Linked DNA regions of Siniperca chuatsi: region 2 is linked to region 1. The links are chromatin contacts, called in public Hi-C maps. All regions are on one chromosome and are shown on one strand. Each heading gives the region's core, a stretch centred on a gene start, on an enhancer-like site or on the middle of the called end of the contact. The rest is flanking DNA. Distances are from core to core; before and after follow the strand shown.

Region 1 (3,665 bases), core at 341-2,840:
CACAGTTACATGCAGGCAATGTCTCGTACAGCAGGTATTGACACAGATAAACTCTGACACACACACACGCAGATTCAAAATATCATATTATTAGAGCTGAAAGTTGATCAACAGAAATATTAATCTGCAATTCTGCAATTTGATGGTGGTTAATGGTTCAAGCTTCTCATATGTGAAAATTTTTATATTTTCTTAGTCTTCTATAATAGTAAATCTTTGGGTATGAGACTGTTGGTCAAACAAAGCAATTTAAAAGGCTTCACCTGGGGCTCTGGGAAATTTTCACTATTTTTTACACTATTATAGACCAAGTGTTTAATCAATAACATAAATCAGCAGATTAAATTATAATAAAAATAATGTTTGGTTGCTGTATATTATAGATGCTGGTCAGAGCACATATTCATAAGATGTATATTTCTAATTAATTAAATTAAAATTAATAAAATATAAATTTATACTTTATTTGATTGATTAATGGGGTTTCTAAAGGCTTTTTTGTCAGGAAAACAATAGTGAAGACATTTGCCAATAGTCCCAGCTGGACCTCTCTCCGCGGGCGGAGACACCACACACACACACACACACACACACACACACATTGCCTCTAGGCATAGTCAAACAAGCATGCCATGCGTACCGAACAAAACAGTAACCTGCAGTCTGATATGCACCATTCCTAACATACTGTATACATACTTTGCAAAACAAACAGCCTTTCTGCATACTGGTAAAAGAGGATCATCACGCGGATCAGGTACAGTTTGCATGCTCTGGGGCCAAGTTCGGTCTCATATGCTGTTACAAACATTTGGAAAAATCAAATGCAGGTGAACAGGGTGAGTCGTGCTTGTTATGCAACAGTATTGGGCCGCTTGTTGTGGTTTGCCGGAGGGAATTACTTTCCTGGCCTGTTTTGATGAATTATTAACCAAGGGGTTGGGTGAATTGCTGGTCAGGTGTACAATCAGCCCAATTAGTAAAATACGATTTACAGTTACACGTGGCATTTCCCAATTCAGCTATTCTGCTTCACAATAGGTGTGAGAAAATAAACAATCTTATAAAACCCCCGCAAAAATAGTACATGCACGACTTATGGATGGTTAAAGAGAAGCTGGTTGTTTTCTTTCCTTCTTGGGTATACATGCTGAAATGTGTTTTGATGTCTTGCATGTGTCGTTTTAAGGTTTGAGACTTGACTGACATCTTAACTGGTAATATGGCAACACTTAACTTACTGCCGTTTAGAAGATATTTCCGGGTTCCTATAAGACTTCTATCCAGCTGGAACAAAAATATTCCATATACTGATTTTTAACAAGTTGCCGAACTCTTCTCAAACGATTAAAACTGTTACGGTAGCCGGAAGTGACACATCTCCTTGCCCAATTTGTCATAGAGTTCTAGAAATATATGACAAATATAAATACAACCTTTATGAATCATTGTATGTAGACATTTTATAAAAATTAACTAAGATAGATATTGATACATTGACCTGATAATAAAACGTTAAATTTTGTTGACGCGTGATTCAAGCCGAGCAAAGCGATAACAATTAACGCATGTCACTTCCGGCGACCATATTTCATTGGCTGAGCAGTCGCAAGTTTGGAAATGAGTAGAGACTTTTCATATCTGTGAAGGAGTCAGAATATCTTCGTTTTCACCAGAACAGAAGATACTTTGAGGAATCAAAAGTTTGTCCTATTAGCGGTAAGTGTTGTATTTATCTTTGAGAAAAACAGAGGCTAACAGACTCAAATGTAAACATCAACTATTTTAACTGATAAGCTGAATGTAAAAACGATGGTTAGCTAACGCTACATGCAGGTCCACACTGGTGCTAGACACTGCCCAGATGAAATTAGTTTGAACTAGCCTTAAATAATAGTGTATAATTTTACCACATTGTATTTCAACTGCTCTACAATGCTTTGCTTAAAATTTATTCAAAGGAAAAACTCTTACTGGCTAAAATAATGGGCAGATGTACAGCTAATGCTACCTATATTAGGTAAAATTTTGCCAACTACAAATACAGTAGCAATCCACAATGGCTAAACATTTAGCTTAAAGGTGGTAGGATGCTGATCATTTGTAGGAAACCATTTGACACCACCCAGCACTGTTGATACATCCACGCCCCTCACTCAGGCCAGGTCCAGATACAAAACCTTTGCTGTTGTTAAATTGACAAGCTAATGGTATCGACAAATAGTATAAAACTGACTCAACTTGGCAAAGAAGTAATTTGGCTGCAAGTAGAGAAGCAGTGAGTGTGGGCATTTTTCTAGAGTTAGTAATAAAACTTAGCTTATCATAAAACACCATGTGAGTCAGAAGTGAGAATTAACAAGACTGGAGGAACACAGAAAATATTTCATGGGTTAGCTCACCGTAGGGCTAAAACCTTTTGTTGTGTGTGTGTATTTGTGATAGTAAATAAAATAATTAACCAGAAATTCATTTACAGTAAATAATGTAACCTTACTTCCCCCTGAGCTGGTCTGTGTCATTTTATGCGTAAGCAATGTTCCCGTAACCATAGAGACCCTGTGCAGAACAGTTCACATCCTAAAAATGAAACAGGAAACTGGCATTTACTTGGTAACTGGTAGCATCCTTCATCATACTTGTCTGAGTAATGAAATTTAAAATGGTGGTAAACCCCAAATCTCTTGTACATATAAGGCTTATGCCATTTAATCTGAACTCTTGAGTAAGAGTTTTAGTACTAGCTGATATGGATGACGTATACACATTAACGCAGTTGCCTGCTATATTTTACCATCAGTTTTTGCCAGTAAAGTGTCCTGCGAGAGTCGTTTTAGTGTGATTATTAAATGTTGAAATACTGTTATCCAACCATGGCTTTTGACACATTATTCCTGTAGTGGAAGATAAGTATTTTTAATTGACCTCTTGAGTATTTTGCACTTGCCAGGTGGTATACTGTTCAGGAAATTAAGTCACCTTGGTTGCAAAACCAGGAAGACTGGAAATGTGTTTGCCAGTTAACAAACACTGACTGCAGAAAATGTTGCCGTGGGTTTTTGACAATCCATAAATTTGCACGGTTTTCACATGTTGCTGTGATCTATATGCGATTAAAAGACTTAGAGTGACTTGTTGTTGTGGATGCTGCTTGCAGTGTGAACGCAAGTTACAGGTCATTTAAAATCTTCTTTTTAATCATGAGTTCCAAATGTACAACACTTGTCTTCTGATCAGGGTTTTTATGAATGTTAAGGGAGTGCTTTTGGGGATACAAGCCACTGTAGTCTTGACACAGTTGGGTCCTGACATTAGTCACCTAGGGCCTTGAAATTGTAGAACCCCTAACAATACTATGAACACAATGGAGACAATCTAGCAGCTAGTTAAAGTTTATTACACAATCTTGCAATCCAGCACGTGAAAGCAAGGGCTGGAGAACAGAGTAGAGAGAAGAGAAGGGGACACAAGACTGATCTGCTTTTGTCGTCTGAAACAGCTGAGTAATTAATGTTTTGGCGTCAGTGTACTCCAGTCAATTCATTCAGGTCGATTGGCCAGGCTCACTGCATCATGAGGTTTGGGACAACTGAAAAATAATTACCATTTGTTTGGGAAATCAGTTTGATTAATTACAGTATGTTTTGTAAGAGCTGTAGTGTTGA
Region 2 (3,665 bases), core at 606-3,105, 70 kb before region 1:
ATTATTCGTTTGGTCTATAGAAAGTCACAAAATAATGAAAAATGCCTGAAATTTCCTAAAGCCAAAGATGACGCCTTCAAATTGCTTGTCTAACAAGCTATTTAAAAACACAGAGATATTCAGTTTACAATAATATAAAACAGAGAAAAGCAGCAAATCTTCACGACCGAGAAGCTGAAACATCGGAATGTTTAGTATTTTTGTTTGAAAAATGACATTAATGATTCAAAATAGTTGCTTAATTTACTGTCAACTGACTAATCAATTTATCGACTAATCCTTTCAGCTCTAGTCTACTGAAAGCAACACAGTTCTTTAAAGCAGCAGCATCACACCTCCCAATGGAGCTAAGACTGCAGATGCAGATACACTGGAAATATGTATGTAGGGCACCTTTCCCTCTACTCTTCATTATGAAGGCTTGTGTGTGTGTGTGTATCAGTTTCTAAAGATGCTAAGAGCACCTAAAGCCTGTCTGACCTACATTCAGCTCTCAGACACCCACACACTTCAATTACTCTGACAAGTCACTTTATGTTTTTTATTTATTTCTTTTTTCTTCATTTTCATATTTTTTGGGTGTCATCACCTAGTACCACATATTTCAGTATTTATAAGCTAGGCTGCAACGCCTTTTCCTGAATTGGCCTTTGTACAAATACACACAAACAGCAATCAGTCATTGAGTCAGGACACTCACATTGAGGTTTTGACCATTTAGTATAACGATTACACACATTTTACTTTGGCGGTTTGGCTCTGCTCATTGTTTGTTTAATCCATGCAGTTTGTGGGTGCAGTGGTTTTAATAGTCTGGCACATGTTAAGTAGCGAGCTTTAAAAAAGGTGCTTGTAGGTGGATTTCTTACCTTTGGACAGATCCAGGTTAGCTGTTTCCCCTTGTTTTCAGTCTTTATGATAAGCTAAGCTAACTTGCTGCTGGCTGTAGCTTCATATTTACCATCCAGACATGAAAGTGGTATTGAGCCGGCCTTTTAACTCTTGGCAAGAAAGCGAGAAACTATATTTTCCAAAATGTTGAATTATTCCTTTAAGCTCCTACCTTACTGTGAGAAAATGATATTTGTTATTTGAGTGAACCAACCCTTTAAAGATGAAGATTATAAACACCATATATGTAGGGTATTTTGTAGGGTATTTATTTTAATTTTTCTTTTTCTTTCTTTCTTTCTTTCCTTCTTTCAGGAGGTCTCCTGTAGCAACAACTCAGCCTCCAATCACCAGAGTTTGTCTCCCAGGTAAGAGGCTCAGAGGAATGTCCTGCTACATGTCTGACTTCTGTAAAGCTGCGTGAAGAACATGTCTTTTTTTACTTATCTTATATCTGGCTCGAACTTTCTCCTGCCACCAGTTTTCTTTGTTCTCATTATTCTCTCCTCCTCCCTCCTTTCCTGCCTCTCTCCTTCATCTCGTTCTTTGCTCATGAACTGGCGTACGTGACGACTTTCACTTTTTTTGCCATCTGTCTCCAGCTCCAATGTTGTAGTCCAGACTATTTTGTCATCAAGCTCATTAACCTTGTTCAAACACAATTGAACTGGTAGTTCAGACAAACATTCCTGTGCATGCAGAGTGATATTCACACACTGTATGGTCTATTTAAGCAGCTCACTCAAAGATAACAAACCTCCCTTTTTTTCTTTCATCACGTTTGATTTTAAGCAGCAGTGTGTGTGTTTACAGTATGTATGTGCATGTACATGTCTACGCCAGTAAGAGGCAGTGTGTGAGTATGTGCTTATAAGCACAGATGACTTTTTGAGCACTATACATGTGAGTGTGTGTGGGTTCAAAGTGTGGGTTCTGTGTAATTTTGTCTGTGATACTGTGATCTGTGTCTGCTCACTAGCTCAGCCAAGGCCGTTTGCTACACACTCAAACTCGCAACACACACACACAAATACACAGAGACACATTAAATAAGTGTTATTTTACACACACTTTATATGCATCTGTGCATCTTTATATGCAAGTGTGTTTACAGATGCTTTTTTTGTGTATCCTGATTTTGTGTGTGTGGGCTTGTATTGCTATCTTTGTGAGGACCAATTTCAGTTTTTAAAGATTGTAGTGAGAACATTTCTGCATTGTGAGGACCGGTCAAAGGGCAGTTTGAAGGTTAAGACTTGGTATTGGTTAAGGTTAGGGTTGGGATTAGGCATTTAGTTGTGACGGTTAAGGTTACAGTTAGGGGCTAGGGAATGCATTAAGGGTTAATCTAACATCAAACTGAAGTAGAGTAAGAATGAAGGGGCTTTCTTTCTCACATTTAGTCACAACAAAACAGTGATGACATTTCCAAAAACAGGAGATTTCAGAAAAAAAACAAAACTTGGCTATAATCAATATTTTTATAATAACAATGTATCAAATGTGAAAACAATGTGACACTGTGAGAGACGTCGCTTGTAATGAACCTACAGAGAATCATCACATAAATCTGCAGCTCCCCTCAGCTTTATGGAGCTTTATATTGTTTTTCAGCTCATTGTTATTTGTCCGGCCACAACTTTACTCTTTTGGTTCACTCTCGTAGCGTTGTGTTTGGCTGCAGCAGGAAGCCTTTTTTTTTTTTTCATTGAAAAAGCTCTAAAAACCCACTGCACACTACCTGCTCAGCACCAAACAGCAGACAGACAAAGTTAGCGACTAGCTGGTGAACAAAGTGGAGGATTTAGCTGCTAAAGTGCCAGATATTTCCCTCAGCAGTTGGTAGAGACCAAAAATAGAGCTAAAAGAGAGTGAATATTGGACTTAGATTTGGCAGGTAGCCAGAAACATGACTCCAAATGAATGATAATGTTGCTCCGTAACTGCTGGATGTGTAAAGAACTGTTTGCTTCAGTTCACCATATCAATTTAAAAAGTGATCACAATGTGTTTCCACTGCTCCCAAATGTCCAAAAAAGGTTTTGGTCACTTTTAAAGTTTATTTTTTATTATGTATTTGTTTATTTATTGCATCAGACATTTTTTTCCCCTAGTGCAGATGAAAAATATAATGGACAGATCGTTGTCACTCAGACAATCTTTGTATATTTGTGGTAACCATACTGTTGATTTAAAGTCATACTCCACCCAGAATCTGTCTTTTGTTGTATCAAACACTCACCTCCTGGAAGATTGAAAGGTAGCTTTTAAAAGCTTCTATTATCCTCCTTCACCGAGAGTACATCAGTGGCTGTGGTCACCTCAAATGATGTCAGGTATATTGTAATCCTATAGTAACAACTTTTCATGGTGCCAAAAAGTAAAGTATAATTTCTGAAATCACTCTGGCTTCCTAATCCACTTCTCTGCTTTCCATTCGAAGGCTCAGTGTGTCCTAAACACTCCAAACACCAAAATATGTGTTGTTACTGTAGGACCATAATGATGTTTTGAGTAAGACATGAATAAAATGAAATACAGAACAATACATACATGCACACTTTGTAGTATCTTTGTGCAGATATTATTATATATTTAATGTGGAAGGCATTGATAAAAAATAATATTAGTTCAGACCATTAACCTCACATCTATAGGCAGATGTTCCCACACTCTAGGCACTAAGTGGCATGTGTTGTTGTGTAAGGAGAGACAGAGATGAGCAACAATGAAACTGAGAACAGTGAGTGTAGTTAACCAGGAAATAACCAACA

The links. Hi-C and Micro-C count contacts between places; a contact is called where the count stands out from the background.
Region 2: a Hi-C map of an unstated tissue shows a contact between it and region 1, with 6 times the contacts expected there. The contact joins the enhancer-like site here to the promoter of sgip1a in region 1. A contact is called at or near these places in 2 of 3 Hi-C or Micro-C datasets (skeletal muscle and an unstated tissue).

What each region holds. Positions count from the first base shown.
Region 1 is chrLG6:8,987,413-8,991,077 of ASM2008510v1, reverse strand. sgip1a (SH3-containing GRB2-like protein 3-interacting protein 1) reads left to right here and starts at 1,590. Exons shown (of 27, transcript XM_044201016.1): 1 at 1,590-1,719. LOC122878328 (a long non-coding RNA gene) reads right to left here and starts at 1,443. Exons shown (of 4, transcript XR_006378450.1): 1 at 1,242-1,443.
Region 2 is chrLG6:9,057,296-9,060,960 of ASM2008510v1, reverse strand. It overlaps pde4ba (cAMP-specific 3',5'-cyclic phosphodiesterase 4B), which reads left to right. Exons shown (of 16, transcript XM_044201019.1): 7 at 1,207-1,259. Among protein-coding and RNA genes, the nearest start is that of LOC122878328, 69 kb to the right of the region's middle. Within about 2 kb of position 1,855, the one cell type or tissue checked has an H3K27ac peak away from gene starts, as active enhancers do.